3 separate regions of the Mus musculus genome follow, and regions 1 and 3 are each linked to region 2. The links are chromatin contacts, called in public HiChIP or PLAC-seq and promoter capture Hi-C maps. All regions are on one chromosome and are shown on one strand. The core of a region is the stretch at or near the end of the contact, and the rest is flanking DNA. Distances in the headings are between cores, read along the strand shown. Region 1 holds the start of Tenm3 (teneurin transmembrane protein 3). Region 2 holds the start of Dctd (dCMP deaminase). Region 3 has its middle 150 kb from the start of Gm25830.

Region 1 (3,277 bases), core at 263-2,762, 560 kb after region 2:
CCTGACTTACCAAGAGTACACAGCCATATGTGTTCTGTATCTCCCTCAAAACAAGTTAAAAACCTGAAGCTATCTCTTCCCTCTTCGTGAGATTTCATACCAGCATTTAGTAGAGCGTGCTTTTGACGGGGACTACCCTTGAGGAAATCGAATTAATTTATTTTAGACTACGAGCTGACTTGGACAAATGAAAACACTCTCAGTTTTTGGAGGATGGCTGCTCTGGTAATGTGGAGGGGAAAGGAATCATGGGAAAGTTTTAGAATTGTGAGTGACAGATGTCCTGCATTGTCATCTTTTTTTTTAAAGGGTCTTGGGTTTTCCCCACCCTAATGTCAACTCCTTTAATGACTTTGCCAGGGAGGTGACTGGAAGCACACACACACATATCATTTATTACTAAGGTTCCATTTTTTTTTTCTAGTTTCCCCAGTTAAATTAGCCAAGGGACACTAATCCCATGGACTTTGAAATGAACATGGAAGAAGGTTTGACTTTTACTCGGGAAATCTTGGCCACATTTCAATACTAAACAAAACAACATACGACTGACTGTATGCCTTTATCTAGGACAAACTCTTGTCTACACTTTGAGAACCAGTCATTCTAGGATGGCAAACTAAAGTTACAGGGGTTCTTTGCACTGGCAAGACAGGGAGACAGGAAAAGGGAATGTAGAAATGGTCAGGAAATATATGCAAATGACCAAGCCATTGAATTATGGAAAACCAGATTGTGTTAAGGTCTGAGGTTGCATGGGAGGAAGACAAGGGAACCCTTCTGTGGCTCACTCTTGCTTACGCTAGACACCAGTGGAGGGCTGGCATATTGACGTAATCTAGAATCCTAAGCCTATTCTTAGGAGGTTTTTATGAGGGTTTTTGCCCCCTCTCAATACCTGCTTCCCTTATACCAGTCTTAACTGTAAAAGCAGTGTTTGTGAGTGTTCATTCAACTAAGAAAAACTTGAAACTTTGATCATGTGTGAAACTATCACTCTCACGCATGTATCATGTGTTTCCATGTGTGTCAGTCTGTGAATCCATGTCTCATGGGCGGCTTTCTACCTCCCATTTGATATACTCTGTGACCTGTTGGGTTATCTCCAAATCAGAACCAGTAACCAGGACAAAGAAAATGTTCTCTTTCTCTAGGGCTTGAAACCCCGGGGCACCTCTTAAGTTAAGAACGCGTGCGGATACCTTGTTCTACTAGAGCGGGTGGGCACCTACCTTGTCTAGTATACTCGTCGGCTTCTCTGTGGACCAAATCCTTTACTCTGTTTCCATAAAGCAGCCGTGAAGAATCATGATCGAAAGCTTTCAAGGTTTCACTGGAACTATAGGACTTCTGCGTGGGGACCCTACACTCCTCATTGTCCGCGGACGAGTTTGTATAGCGCCTTTCCTTTTCCCGTCTGCTCTTGGTCAAGGAGCAGTAAGGCCTGCGTTCCTTCACATCCATACTTCCTTCATTCCTTCTCTGTGCACATCGGTCCGGCTTCTTAGAACTTCAGCGCTCAGAGTTCAGCTCTCACGGGCCTTTCTGCGAAGAGAAAAAGGTTGGCATGACGTCAGCGAAAGCATCCGCAGACTGACTCCTCACTGGCCTTCTTAGCTGAGGATGGGCTCAACAATAGCTTTGCTAGCTGGAATCCCACTTTCAACATGAAACTGATAGCCCTAAGATTCTTCTATTTACATAGTCTGTAACACCGACAGGTGAGACACAGTCCTGCTCTGGGCATTCATATTAATTACGTTACAAAATTCCTCTCCCCCCACCCTCAAGAAACACACACATGAATACAACATAAAAATTAATCTCGAGCTTAAACAACGCTATAGAAACCCACTTAAAAAAAAAAAAAACCTGGCGTCAACAGTTTGTTCAGTTTTCCATTGTGGAAAAGTTTTTGCCCATAGCATGTACCTCTTTTGCAAATAAATTGCCTTTCTTTTCCTTAACCCTCCCACCCCGGCAAAAAAAAAAAATTATTATTATTTTTTTCATCTCTTTATTTTATTTTATTTTTTTTAAATAAGCACAATCTCATTTTCTTTTTTTTTTTTTTTTTAAAGATTTATTTATTTATTATATGTAAGTACACTGTAGCTATCTTCAGACACTCTAGAAGAGGGAGTCAGATCTCATTACAGATGGTTGTAAGCCACCATGTGGTTGCTGGGATTTGAACTCCGGACCTTCGGAAGAGCAGTCGGGTGCTCTTACCCACTGAGCCATCATCTCTTTAAAGCATAGGAACAAATTGGGAAATTGAGAGATTCTTACAGCAGGGACCTCATCAAATGAATTGAATAGTTTATTCTTTTTCTTTTTTTCTTTTTTTTTCTTTTTCTTTTTTCTTTTTCTTTTTCTTTTTCTTTTTTTTTTTTTTTTTAACAAAGACTTTTGCTTTCAGAGGGTAATTTCCATGCGTTAAGGAGCTAAATGTCTTCAACTGTGGAAAGAACCGGCGCCCCTCTCATACCCTTCTCGTTAAATGCCCTGATTTCCCTCCCTGGCATGTGCTCTTCACCAGTGCTACCCTGACATTTAAGGCAATTCAAGTGGCTAATTTGATGGGGGTACTTTCTTTCTTTTCTTCAAGATTTTCTTCAAGCAAGATTCCATTAGACGGAGCAGGGCAAGCTGTGTTTCTTTGCTTAGCAGCTCTGCTTCCTGAGTTTGCTGGACAGTGTGGAGCAGGTTCGGGTTTCTGCTGCAACCTGGAAGATGGAGAGCGCCCAGGGCGAATCGGCATTCTATGCCCCTCTGCTGTGTCTCACTCTGTCCTTCCTTTTTAACCTTTTTCCTTGGAGCCCCCTCTTCAGTCCTCATTGTGATCGCCCCACCCCAACCCTACTTTTCCTCAGGGTACTTTTTATCCCAGCAATTCCACAACCAAGTTGAAACAGACTCCTGGCTAACACCGGGTCCTCTCTTTGCTTCTGGATCCTTCCAGCCACGGCTTGCATTATCTTCCATGGAGATGCTCTGTGAGAAATGGTCTCTCCACTTCGTCGCCATCCACTACCATTAGACAGATCACACAGCTCTTTAATACGCTGCCCGCGTGGAGTCTCGTGGCCTCAAAATTGCCCACGTCGAGTTGTCAGCCACTCTTCTTTCTTCCAGCTTAACACAATAGCTCCCAGACCTCTCTTTCAGTTCTGCCTTCCACCAAGTTACTGAACGTGAGGCAAAGCTCTGGGATGGAATGATCACAGAACCCCACCGTGTTTGCTTAGAAACTTTTGGGATACTCCTCCAAGCC
Region 2 (3,089 bases), core at 205-2,704:
TGAATCAGGAGAGTTTCCTGTCTTGTGAACAATGCCATCCTTACCTAGAGGAGCTTTCAGTGAAATTCAGGGACAGGGAGGGCAACTGTGTGCAGCAGGCAGGGTCCTGGATTTACTGCAGAGGGGAGTGTGTGAGCTGACCAGAATGGAGAACGATGAGAAGTAACTAAATTATGTTCGACACTCTTTCCACAGCAAAGGAAGAAAGCTTAATGATGTTGTGGCTGAAGGACCAGCAGCAACCGGTGATATATTAGCTGTAGGTTAGTGAGCAGAGAAATGAATCCAACAAGACCCAAGGACTATAGATGAGGGTGACAAAGACCAAGCAGAGGGTGGGGGAGAGAAACTACTTGCTCAGGACATAATGAATTTTAGTGGCGACAAGATAGTCAACTAAAGTGACTAACTTGACATTGAAAATCATCACTTTGATCTATGTGGCTCTTTGAAGCCTGGGTCTTATCAAGGCAAAGAAAAAAAAATCTATAGTTAACAATGAAATATTTTCATCCTTTGCGTTCCTGGCATCCACTAAGAGCAGCACATAATTTAATTACGGAATCCACAGGCTGGACCACGGACATGAAGAATGGTGTGTCTTTGCTAGTGAGAAATTAGCTAGAACCAACTGTTTATTTTCATCCTTCTTCCTCGGCGGGCCTAAATTAATACAGTTAACAAGCTTTTGTTTGGATTAGCCGCTGAGACCGGGGATGTGCAGATTTGAAGTCATGATCATTACAGGAGCTTTTATTTATGGGGCAATGGGACGGAGTACGGGGGCGTAGCCACAAGTGTGGATAAAACAAACGGGATAAGACAAAACTTGTCATTTTGCGATGGAATTTCCTCCCGATTTAGGGGTCAAACATCTGAGTCTAGGAAACGATGTTGAAGAAAATCAGATGTAGTTCCTTGGGGCATATGACCGCTACAAACTTTACCAGGGGACTGTCAAGTGAGCAACTGTCCACCTTGAGTGGCTGGGGAAGGCACTGGCATGCATCTCAGGGTCTTTCACAGGTTTGGAGAGTTAACTCTAAACCAGGTCAAACAAAAAACCAATGCAGATAAAGTTTCGAAGGAGGGGGCCTCGGGGCACAAAGGCTCCACCCACACCCTTCTAGTATGAAGCCAAGAAGCAGTTGCAGGCTAGGTGATTCTAGAGATAGCTAGGACACAGTCTGCAGGCTTATTATAGAGGCCAGTACCAGGTCCCTTCATTCCCTGTTCCTTTCAGGTCCGTAGCACCTGGAATCTTTGGGTCTTTTAAATCACCTTTATGTATTTAACTTCACTCCTTAACTCCTTAAAGAAGTTGGTGATGGATTGAGAGGACTGGGAGGGTCAACTAAAATGCTCAAACTCTTAGGCCCGTGGGTGGGTGTGGCTAAGCGCTGTCCCTCCCTGAGCCCATGCCTGCACCAATGGGGGGCGGGAGGGGAGAGCCCAGGACAAACCTCACTGGGAACCGTAAAGGTCACCGCGACACTGAGGTCCCCCTGCGGGATAAGCTCTGGCTCCCCGCGCGCCGGGCAGTCTGCAGATCCTCTCTCTTTACAAGGATCCGTGGTCACGGATGCCCGCAGCTTGTGACCGCGTGGAGCTGCACGCCACGTTCCGCCCCGCCGCCCCTTCCGCCGCGCGCCGGACCCGCCTCCCTCCCGACTTCCTACCCGCGCGCACGGCGGCTGTGTGGGGTGGACGGTGCAAGCGTGGTCTGCACCTCGAAGGAGCGGACGGTGGGCGCATCCCCTCGGCCGAGGACCCTGCTCGTGGGTGCTCAGCCTGCACGTGGGCTGCACCCGGCTCGCCGCGGCGGAGGGAGGGAGGGAGGGAGGGTGCAGCCCACGTGAGCGCCGAGTCTCTTCTGGCGCCCACGTGGAGGGGAGGAGGGAGACTTAAGAACCGGGAGCACAGAGTTGGGGGGGCAGTTGTCGGAGGTGGAGCAGTTTCTCCCTGGACTGGTGACATCCCTGCCTCAGTTTCCTGGTTCTGAGGTTGCTCGTGGTGGGTACAGAGCCCCGGGGAGCTTTACAAAGCAAGCACGGGGCAGCCACCCCTTGGCGGTGGAGAAATGTGTCCTTTCTCCCTGCCTTCCCATTCCTCTCTAAAGCTTAAAGCAAGGTGGGAAGCCAGCCAAACCGGCATGACTCCCTGTTGAGCAGGGTCGCTGGGGTGAGGAGTCCTCTACCTGTTCACAAGAGATGTTGCCCTGTATGGCAGCCTCAGCCCTGTTGCAGAGACCATCATCCAAGGCCTGGCCTTGAAGCTCATTGTTACAGAACCTGGTTTTAGTATGAGCATGTTCTCTTTTCCTCCTACTTGATTCGTTCCTCAGAGTTGATTCATCCAGAGGAATGAAGGAGGAAGGAAAAGGAAAAAAAAAATCACCTGATTAGTTACCAAACTGGCCTGTTTGCAAATGTTATTTGTTTGTTTATATTACAGTATACTGGGTTTGGAGGCAAATTTCCTGAGTTTTCTGAATTTGTAAGATGTGATGCTAATGCCTACTTTAGCTAGAAATGAGACTTGAATATATGTGTGTTTATATAGATATATCTATATATATACATATATAGATATAGAGAGAATGAGATATTTAAAGTGTCTGGAATCCATTAGATATTACACATTTTTATTCCTCCCTTCCATGTTTAGAAGGGAGCAAGTAAGGGATGGGACACTTTGGAGGCAGTGTAAAGGAACTTAAATGCTTTTTTAAAAAAAGATTTATTTTATGTATATAAGTACATTGTAGCTCTGTTTTCAGACACAGCAGAAGAGGCCATTGAATCCTATTACACATGGTTGTGAGCCACCAAGTGGTTGCTGGGAATTGAACTCAGGACCTCTGGAAGAGCAGTTAGTACTCTTAACCACTGAGCCATCTCTCTAGCCCAGGAACTTAAATTCTGTAGGAAAGCAGGCAGTATATGAATTATCTGGAAACTTATTAGTGCCAAATCCAGACTTTTCAAATATTATATTTTATAATTTTCTCTTTAGACCAGGATGCTCTCTTTGAAGTCTAGGGCTCATGTTTCATGGTTTCTGCCTAATAAGTCCAGCTGAAGTTGCCC
Region 3 (3,037 bases), core at 82-2,581, 1.0 Mb after region 2:
GATGCACTAGTGTAGGGGCTGGGGGAGTTGGCTAGACTGGAAATGGACTCATGGTATAGGCATAAGTAGCAGAGTTCCAATCTCTAGCACCCACACAATAGCCAGGCTCACTGACATCTATCTGTGATGCCACTGTGGGAAGTCAGAGACAGATTGACCCCTGGAACTTATTGGCTAGCCAGCCCTGCCTAACAAATGGGCAGTCCAGCTCCAGTGAGCTCAAAAGTTAAGGTAGATACTAATCAAGGACAAGACCTAATGTTGATCTCTGGTATCCACAGGCACCCGTCACACATACACCTACGTGAATGTGTACACAGGTACACAGCGCGCGCGCGCACACACACACACGCACACGCACACGCACACACACACACACACAGTCACGAGGATGATGGTGTCAGCAAGATCTGAGATTTACCACTTTCACAAGTATAATAATAATCATTAGCAACTGCTTTCTGTAAACCAGATTAAGATCTTGCAGAGAGAGCCTATGGCGTGTTTCTATTCGTGGTTTTAGTTGGAACCTGGGGCTACATACGTTCCTTTCCCAGAAGTGAAGAAGAGAGAAGTCCGGAGAAATTTTATGAGGAAGCAGTTCGATGGATCTCATTCCACCAGGTGTGCGCCCCCTTCCTCAGTTCACATTAAGTCGGTAAATTTATAATTTCTTCAGATATTACACACAAACAGTGTTCAGACAACTCTATATGCACATCTGATCAATTAAGACAGAGCACTGTTTTTTTGCAATTCAAGCTTTTAAAAAGCATTATAGTTAAAATACACTGTGCAGGCCTGCTGGGATAATTGCTTGTCAAAGTACATGGCTACCAGCGAGTAACCTTAAAATAGCAGGAAATACAACTGCACACTAGAAAAGAAATCACTATTTCACTTTTTCAAATGAAACATATTGCAGCTCTGAGTTCACAATGGGGTATTTGCTGAGAGCCTGTAATTAACTCATAATGATGAGAACTGCAGTGATAAACATTTCCTTCGCCAGAGCGCTCGCTTGTTTTCCTCATTCCCTCTGAGTTTGCTCTGTCCTTGTCAGTTCTTCTAGTTAGCTTGTCACTACGAATCAAGACGATAATGGAGAAAAGGGCAAATAGTTTTTGTCAAAGGGGATTATTTGTTTTAATTTTTACATAATCGACTTGATAGAAACAATTTACTTTATTAGATAGCTTATATGGCCCTGGCAGAATGAGCGAGTGGGGGAGGGGGAGGGAGTTTTTACCTTGTCCTACCCCAGAACCAACCAAAATAGACTCTCAAGTCTAGTCACCTATTGCAGCTGTTTTCTGAGTCATCTCCTGGACTGCACACAGCTGTTGAATTAATCTCCCCAAATACCTCTCCACCATGTCTCTCCTTCCCTCCAAACCCTGCAAGAACTGCCCAATACCAACAGAACGAAGTGCACATTCCTCACCAGGCATTAAGCCCTCTACAATCTGCTTCCAATTTTCTTGTCTTGCCTCATTTCCCACTGTTCCATTATAACATAGAAGCCCATGTGAATTCTCCACCCCGGTCTGTTCGATGCCCTTTGAAAGGCTTTAAGGCTTGCTTTCTTCTTTCCCTGTTCAATCCCCCTTCCCTCGAGAGTCCTTAGGTGCTGGTTTGGATCAGGGAATGCTGTCTGGTCTGATTACTGGATCTGGAACGTGTCGTGGCTCTGCATGAAACTGTAAGCTGCATGTGAACAGGAGTCGATTCCTCCTTCCTTGCAGGTCCTGACATTTTTGTTTTTAGTACAGCATCCTGCGTTTTATGGTACTTTATGAACCAGCCATGGGTAGGGCAGTCATTACTGTAACACCCAGAGCAATAGCCTGGCATTTAGTTTGCCTCATCAGTATCATTTCGAAATAACGAGGTTATGATGCAAGCCCCAAATGATGTCTCCGTGGTTTCTCTATAACCTCCCAAAAGTGAGAGTGCAGAAGAGGAGAAAGTAAATAAACCACACAACGTATCTGGGCTGAATCTCTGGAACCTATAAATACCATCACAGTACATTCCATGACCAAATGAAGGCCATCAGTGCATGCAAATGCTAACCCCACATGTAAAAATACTCGAGAAAGCCAGTACCAGCCCTGGGTACCATGTTACCAAATCCCTTGGTGGTTCTGGACTTGCGGCAAAGTCTTGGCTTCCCCACTCTACCTACCTGCAGCTGCCTAAGGGCAATCTGTGCTTCTGCAACAGTTCTTACCGTAGTCCTCTCCCTCAGCCGATAGCTATGCTTCTGCCATAGAAGCACCGCCATGTCACGGTTCTCTGCTTTCAGCATTGCTAATGGGTGCCCTGTCTCACAGGAGGAAAGCCTGCATTCCTTCTGTGACTGCTCCGACCTCTTTCCCTCTAACCCTCCAGCCACACTGCCTTTCCTTTCTCCTGCAGCCCTGTCTTTATATTTCCTATTTTACCCCAACCTCCAAGCTTTTTTTTCTGGCTGTTCCCTAAGTTCATTTTGAAACATTTCTCTTTGGTTATGTCTTCTTCTTCTAAATTCCCGAACTTAATTCAGTGACTCTTACTCTCTCCCTCAATTCTCTACTATGTTACCCAATTTTCTAACAGGCATTGGTGATATTTGAAATAAGCTTATTTACTTAGTTTATTCCTGGTTCGTGTTTATGTCTCTCCACTAAGAAAACAGGGTGTCTTTAAATACCTGTCAAATGAATGTTTTAGCTTGACATACTCAGCCAATAAAGGCCAATATTACTCCTGAAACCCAGGATTTTCTGTAGCTAATTTGGTGTTGCCTCCTACTTTACCAAGATGCTGATGGTCCCATTGACACCACATTTGCCATCCATTCTTGAGTATACTTCCTCTAGTATGTCCAGAGCAGAGGTACTAGACTCAAGATGAATGTAACAGACAATAAGGTACCTGCCAGTCCAGGAAGAGAAACTGTCTGCAAACTACAGACAAGCATATGACCACAGAACTTCATCATTTTGGCAAACCATCAAAGAAGGGCCAGTTTAGGGATTGTAGTAACTATTGA

The links. Promoter capture Hi-C pulls out the DNA fragments that hold promoters and counts their contacts. HiChIP or PLAC-seq counts read pairs in DNA pulled down with a chosen protein or histone mark.
Region 1: a contact with region 2 is called in a promoter capture Hi-C map of embryonic stem cells, with 2.1 times the contacts expected there. The contact joins the promoter of Tenm3 here to the promoter of Dctd in region 2. A contact is called at or near these places in 4 of 39 promoter capture datasets (embryonic stem cells, hippocampal neurons and stem cell-derived epiblast-like cells), 1 of 484 Hi-C or Micro-C datasets (uterus) and 1 of 115 datasets of contacts at active chromatin or transcription factors (astrocytes).
Region 3: a contact with region 2 is called in an H3K4me3 HiChIP or PLAC-seq map of embryonic limb bud, with 6 times the contacts expected there. The contact joins the enhancer-like site here to the promoter of Dctd in region 2. A contact is called at or near these places in 9 of 39 promoter capture datasets (cranial neural crest, embryonic stem cells, erythroid cells and 5 more) and 1 of 115 datasets of contacts at active chromatin or transcription factors (embryonic limb bud).

The regions. Positions count from the first base shown.
Region 1 is chr8:48,673,178-48,676,454 of GRCm38.p6, forward strand. It overlaps Tenm3 (teneurin transmembrane protein 3), which reads right to left and starts at 1,513. Exons shown (of 27, transcript NM_001145937.1): 1 at 1,233-1,513. The coding sequence starts at 1,464.
Region 2 is chr8:48,108,504-48,111,592 of GRCm38.p6, forward strand. It overlaps Dctd (dCMP deaminase), which reads left to right and starts at 1,455. Exons shown (of 6, transcript NM_178788.4): 1 at 1,455-1,745.
Region 3 is chr8:49,107,405-49,110,441 of GRCm38.p6, forward strand. It overlaps a transcript of Tenm3 not described here. Among named protein-coding and RNA genes, the nearest start is that of Gm25830, 150 kb to the left of the region's middle. Within about 2 kb of position 1,332, at least 20 of the 459 cell types and tissues checked have an H3K27ac peak or open chromatin away from gene starts, as enhancers often do. A contact at or near this core is called in embryonic limb bud and second pharyngeal arch cranial neural crest, where this site is marked.